2 separate regions of the Zea mays genome follow, and region 2 is linked to region 1. Evidence: chromatin contacts called from public Hi-C data. All regions are on one chromosome and are shown on one strand. Each heading gives the region's core, a stretch centred on a gene start, on an enhancer-like site or on the middle of the called end of the contact. The rest is flanking DNA. Distances are from core to core; before and after follow the strand shown. Region 1 overlaps LOC103626998 (ubiquitin carboxyl-terminal hydrolase 15). Region 2 holds the start of LOC103626999 (protein ALP1-like).

Region 1 (3,223 bases), core at 706-3,205:
TCCAATTTTTTTCCCGAGGTATCGAAGAGTCGGCACTCTCCACTAGTCCTCGTTGGAGCACCCGTGCAAGGGTATCGCTCCCCCTTGGTCCTCGCAAGAAACAAGTGCTCACTACGAGATGATCCTTTGCCACTCCGGCGCGGTGGATCCCTCGAGACCGCTTACAAACTTGAGTCGGGTCACCAACAAGATCTTCACGGTGATCACCGAGCTCCCAACGCCGCCAAGCCGTCTAGGTGATGCCGATCACCAAGAGTAACAAGACGTAGACTTTCGCTTGACCAAGAGAAGCCTAATGCAAGTGGTGTGTGCTCTAGGTGGCTCTCGCTAGCGCTAATGAGGAACAAATGCGGGATTAAGATTCTTTAATCTCCTCACTAGGCTTTTGGTGCTTGCAATGCTCTAGCAATACGCTGGAATTAATGTGGGCTGCAAGACATTGAATATGGTGGGTGGAGGGGGTATAAATAGCCCTCACCCAACAACTAGCCGTTACCAGCACTTTTCTGCGCACGGGCGCACTGACAGGTAGCCGTTGGACTGATGGCACACCGGACAGTGAATAGTCACTGTCCGGTGCACACCGGACAGTCCGGTGCACTGTCTAGTGCACTGTCCGGTGCGCCACTAAAATTCATTTCTGGAACAGGCGCTCTCGGGTTTCTGGGCGAACAAACTCTTCCCCAGGGTCACCTTGGCCCCACCTGGCAGATGGTGCACCGGACAGTCCGGTGCACACCGTACAGTCCGGTGCCCCAAGGCCAGAAACCCTATTTCTTGTTTTTTAGCTGATTTTCAAATCAGTTTTCGTTCTAACTTGTGAGTGAGTTTTAGAGTGACACCTAGCACTATATGTGAGTGTGATTGTGCACCAACACTACACTAGAACTCTCTTGGTCAAACTACTCATCGACAACCCCTCTTTATAGTACGACTAAAAAAGAATAAAAGATCTAACTAAATCATAAGTGTCCACATCTTGACACTCGGACTCCGTAGTACTTCACCTTTTGTTTCGTCGTTTTAGCCGTCGCTTCGAGTTTTTATCTCCGGGATTGTTTTCACAGTTGTAGTACTTCTACCTGTAATACGACCTAACTTACCATTTGTCTCTGCAAAACACACGTTAGTCACATATAACATTACGTTGTCATTAATCATTAAAACCAACCAGGGGCCTAGATGCTTTCAGTTCCAAAAAGGAAAAATGAATGAAACCACTCCATGAACTGACTCTGAAACCAAACAGTACCTAACAACCGCTACACCAACCAGAATCAAAGCTCCTATTTGAAACTCATGATTCCCCCTTTGTTCTTATGTTTTTCAACATCCTCCTATTTGAAACGAAATCTCATTTGACCGGTGTTACTTTCTCCGATCAGAAACATAAGTCAATCTAAGTCCGTCGATCGTCTGACAATTCTTTGGTCTCTAAGTTCTCTCTAAGAAATGCATGAACGTTCCGAGAAAGTAACAAGCTGGGGAATAATCACTTGGGACATACATTAATCTAAGACCAGAAGCAGCAGCCAGGGTTACGAGATTAGCATTGGAAAACGGTTGCCACAGAGCTTGTCACCATGCTCTAAAATTTCACCTGCATATAGACATAATCTAACTTTTTTTCGCTACATCGAATCGAGCTACCCCTAGAAACGACATGTAGCTAAAAATTCAATAAGCCTCATCTGAAATAAAAGAACATGAGGCAGCATTAACGGCAGTGCTAAGAACCGCAACTGCCGATGCACCAGCTACAGCTAATGAAATGTGAGCCGATTACATTTGGCAAAAACCAGATGTTTGAACAAAACCATCTCGACTAAGGGGGTACCGGCCATACCCGCTCCGCTGATGCGCCGCCGACGCAAGCGGTTCCGCAGAAGAGGCGCACGCCCTACTATCCGGATACCTTCCTCTATGTACAATGCCGTGGGGGTGGGCCGGCATGGAAGAGTCCGAGACAAAGCCTGTGCTCTCCGAGAAGTACCTTGTCTGTGGACTGGAAGGTGAGAACCTTGTGCGCGAGACGAAACTGCCGGGAGCACCGTGCTCCGGAGCATAGCTTGGCCCGAATATGGAGGAAATCGGATCCAGGCCGGCGTTGTCTCCGTAGTCCACGACGCTGAACGAATCCCTTGTGCTCTCGGTGGTGAACGAGGACTCGTCGGAGCTGGTAAACAGCGACCATTCACTTGATGTCGCTTCCGAGAAGTCCGCGCTAACCGAGTCTGCAAAGGCATCGTCGGCGTGATGGAAAGCTCTGGACCTCAGCTCTGCATGCTGATCTTGGGCATAGCCTTCGCCATCGGGTCTGAAATCATAGACGCCATATGCCTGATCGTTTGCAGGAAAGAGTAACTCTGTCTGCTTGCGATCGTGTTTAGAGCCCTTGGAAGATTTCGACGTGTGCCGCTTTGCGGATGTAACCGGCAGCCCCTTCTCGATGTATATCCTTGGTGGTCGGGGAAAAGACCTGAATCATGTTTTACAAATGTGAGATTGCTTTACAAATGACAATTTAGGTTCAATGCATCACAAGTTGGCTGTATTTACCTCAAGTAGAAAAGCATGTATGCACCTTCTGACATAACCTGATTCACTGATACAACCTGGACCTACATATGGAACAACATAAATCACCATAAATACCATAAACTCTCGAGTTTTTTTTCCTGTTCCTATTTCATTTCAATGAGCCAATAAGAACCTAAAAAGAAAAAGGCACATACTAATACGCATGATATATGCAATCGACACGAAACAATCCCATGCAAGCAGAGTAAAATACATAATGGTCTGTTATGTATTTATGTGAACCAAAGATGTTTGGCACCAAAACTGCATCAAGGGGACAACATTTATGATCAAAACTGCTCATGGGAATGTTCACTACCCTCACACTACACTTTTAATCTAGAAACACAACGTCACGAGACCATAGTAATTTCTCGCAATTCATATATAAGACATTCTTTGTCTACTTATCAAGAGTAGACCTAGTTGTAAAACGTACCTCTGAATCATCAATTCTCAACCATGTACCCTGCATATCTTTGACGTATGATATATAGTGCCCAGAGAATGATGCATTTTCTGTATCGACATGTACAACCACGGCGTACAAGAAATAAAGAGGGGGATTGTCACCAGACCCAGTCACGAAGGGAACCATGTCCAACATATCAGGGAAAGTAACACATTTGTTGATCTTGCCATA
Region 2 (2,920 bases), core at 399-2,898, 150 kb before region 1:
GCACCGGCACTAGATGCAGTAGCATCATCAGCGTTAACTGCTGCACTAGCACCAACCCTTATCATCTCAGTCATCACATCAGTAGCTGGGACAAACCCACCGTGATCACCAGCTGGGACTGAAGGCATCTTACCACTGGTTTGCATGTACAAATTAGTATAATAATATCAGCACAACAAGAAGAGTCAAATGGGAATAAAAAAATTGGTCTCAGCCATGTCCATCATATTATTACATTATCATCAAACAAACATGAGTTCCATAGCAGGGTAAACAAACCATCATATCCTAGAGCTTCCCCTCCCTTCCCACATAACATTGCAAATGGCATCCCTCTTTGCAGCCATGGCACTGGATTCTTGGCTCTGGCTACCATTGTCATCTAGTGGATCTTGTTGTGTGCCAGTGAAACCCTCCTCATCAGGCACTATTTCATCAATGCCAAAGCCTAAAATCCAGTTATGCAGGATCGAGCATGCCAACACAAGCTTGACTTGTGTCTTATACTTGTGAAAGGGCTTGTTGTCCAAGATACGAAACCTGTTCTTCAATGCACCTATAGCCCTCTCCACAGTTACTCTAAGTGATGAGTGTCTCAGGTTGAACAGTTCTCTTGCATTGGTAGGTCGATTTCTGCTCCCAAACTCACTCAAATGGTACCTAACCCCCCTGAAGGGGGGTAGAAAGCCAGTGCGGCATGCATACCCCGCATCTACCAAGTAGAATTTACCTACAATGTGAAATCTACTGTGAGCTTGTGTGACATTGTAGAATTTACCTACAATGTGAACTTGGTAGTGCAATTACCTTGTGGGACAGTGAACCCATCATCCCTCTCAATGGCATCAGCCAGGATAAGTGCATCATGGGCAGACCCCTCCCAGCCAGCTAGAACGTATGTGAACTTGAGGTCAAAGTCCACAGCAACCATCACATTTTGTGTCGGGTTAGTTTTCCTACCCCTGAAAGCTTGCTGCATGTGTCTAGGCACCCTTGCCAGCACATGGGTGCCATCAATGGCACCAATGCAGTCCTAAAAACCATATATGTAAGATAAATGAACATGTGAATATGAACAACTAATGAACCCAAGGTAGGCAAATACCTTTAAATATGGATTCCATCTATAGCTTCCAGTGATCTTTGGGTGAGTGGTAGGGCTAGGTGCCTTGATAAGTTCCTTCCTAAGCTCTCCAACAGCATACAAAACCTGATGAAAGTGCTTGTGTACTGTCTGAATGGACCTCCTAAAGGCCTGGTGCACAACTCTGAACCTTTGGTTGTGACCAACAACATGCAAGAACATGGCAACTTGCTCCTCTACTGACACCCCCTCCCTATCAGTTACCAGTCCCCTCTCTCTAAAGGTCGTGCATAAAGCAAAAAAAGGGGCTCTCTTCATCCTAAGCATAGAAATGCACTCTACATCAGTGGAGTTGTAAATCATGTTGAGGGTCCTCTGTCTGTGAAGTTCACTTTGTTCCCTAAGTACATAGACTAGAGGGTCAGGCTCTACTTCAGGATCAAACCTTTTTCTTTTAAGCCTAGTTGTAACAAATGAAACCATCACTACTGTCAAGGCAGCTGCTTGCTTACACAACAGCTCGCGGCTCAAAGAGGGATCCATCTACATCCATATAACAATGATACAAGAATTAATCTAATCATACCCTGCTTGGCCTCAGCATGTTTGCAAAATGAATCAGTAAGGAAAAAGAACACGGCTGCATCATCTATATGATACCTCCAAGTGAACGTAAAGGACAACATCATCGACCAATTTAATATAAATCCAAAGCAAACCACATGAAAATCAAACTCGCAGCAGGTATAACATGAACAACACACTGTACCAAACCCTAACTCATGAACCATGAACCAGAAAATAGAACGATTGGGGGTTGATTTCACCTTGGGGTAAAGGTCGTAGCAACGGAGACGGAGCAGATCTAGAAGTATAGGAAGCAGATCGACCAGAGACGAAGCGACGAAGCAGATGCCCAACGCCACGGAGTCCCGGCACCAGGCGGAGCTGGACGCAGCCGCGACGCACAACCACTCGCCGCCGGTCTCTCACGAGGGAGGGAGGGGGTGGAAGAAGAACGAGCAGCGAGAGGAGGGGAAAAGGAGGGTGCACCGTCGCCATATATAGCCGCAAGAGGATTCACCGGAGCGCTCCTTCCCGCGCGCGCGAAAACCTCACCATTCCCGCGCGAGCCCGCGCGAGCTCCCGCCAGCCACCTCGCCCGCCGCCACATTCCGCCAGTGCGCCGCGCGCAGCCGCGCTCCCAGGAAACGAACCCTAGCCGCGTTTCCTGGGAGCCACCCAGGAGGCAGCCTTTTGGCTGGTTTCAACCAGGCCGCGAAACGGGCCAGCCTTGCAAACAAGGCTAGTTGCAGCCAACGGGCGCAACCGGGCTACTGGGCCACCCTCCCAAACACGCCCTAAGTATCCCAGTCCAGTCTGTTCGAGTCTTCAGTTAGCTTGGATGCGAGGCACTAGTCTGGCGCGCCGAGGTCGGAGTCCAAGCCCTCCGTCACGAAGCTGTGTGCTCCTGCTCCGAGCAAGAAGAAAGATGATGTGTATTTATGAAAACACCACTAAAACAACTGCTGGAAATATACATACGCACAACTTGGCCATCCCTGCAAAACAAAACAAACAAAAAACCGTCAGATAAAATCATTCTTTTCTGCTCCCAACAATTGCTTTTGATGATATACAAAGGTGATATTTTTTTTTGATAACTCTTGATAATGCTCTCAGTTGTACCTAAACCGTTAGCTTTATTACCCAAATGCGGCTAAGCTAAAGGCATGTTTGGAACCAAACAATTTTAAGAAACTGGTTTATGGAAACCTCCAAATATACCAGTTTATGTCCCAATTTATAGAAATTAGATTCACAGTTTCTTAAAAA

Evidence for each region. Hi-C and Micro-C count contacts between places; a contact is called where the count stands out from the background.
Region 2: a Hi-C map of ear shows a contact between it and region 1, with 2.2 times the contacts expected there. The contact joins the promoter of LOC103626999 here to the enhancer-like site in region 1. A contact is called at or near these places in 2 of 25 Hi-C or Micro-C datasets (ear and tassel).

Annotation. Positions count from the first base shown.
Region 1 is chr5:147,472,408-147,475,630 of Zm-B73-REFERENCE-NAM-5.0, reverse strand. It overlaps LOC103626998 (ubiquitin carboxyl-terminal hydrolase 15), which reads right to left. Exons shown (of 14, transcript XM_008647353.4): 12 at 3,020-3,223; 13 at 2,560-2,621; 14 at 1,526-2,479. The coding sequence ends at 1,783. Among protein-coding and RNA genes, the nearest start is that of LOC103626998, 11 kb to the right of the region's middle. Within about 2 kb of position 1,955, at least 4 of the 20 cell types and tissues checked have an H3K27ac peak or open chromatin away from gene starts, as enhancers often do. A contact at or near this core is called in ear, where this site is marked.
Region 2 is chr5:147,624,456-147,627,375 of Zm-B73-REFERENCE-NAM-5.0, reverse strand. It overlaps LOC103626999 (protein ALP1-like), which reads right to left and starts at 1,648. Exons shown (of 3, transcript XM_008647354.3): 1 at 1,106-1,648; 2 at 808-1,033; 3 at 140-730. The coding sequence starts at 1,627. The coding sequence ends at 282. LOC103628528 reads right to left here and starts at 146. Exons shown (of 2, transcript XM_008648714.4): 1 at 1-146. The coding sequence starts at 146.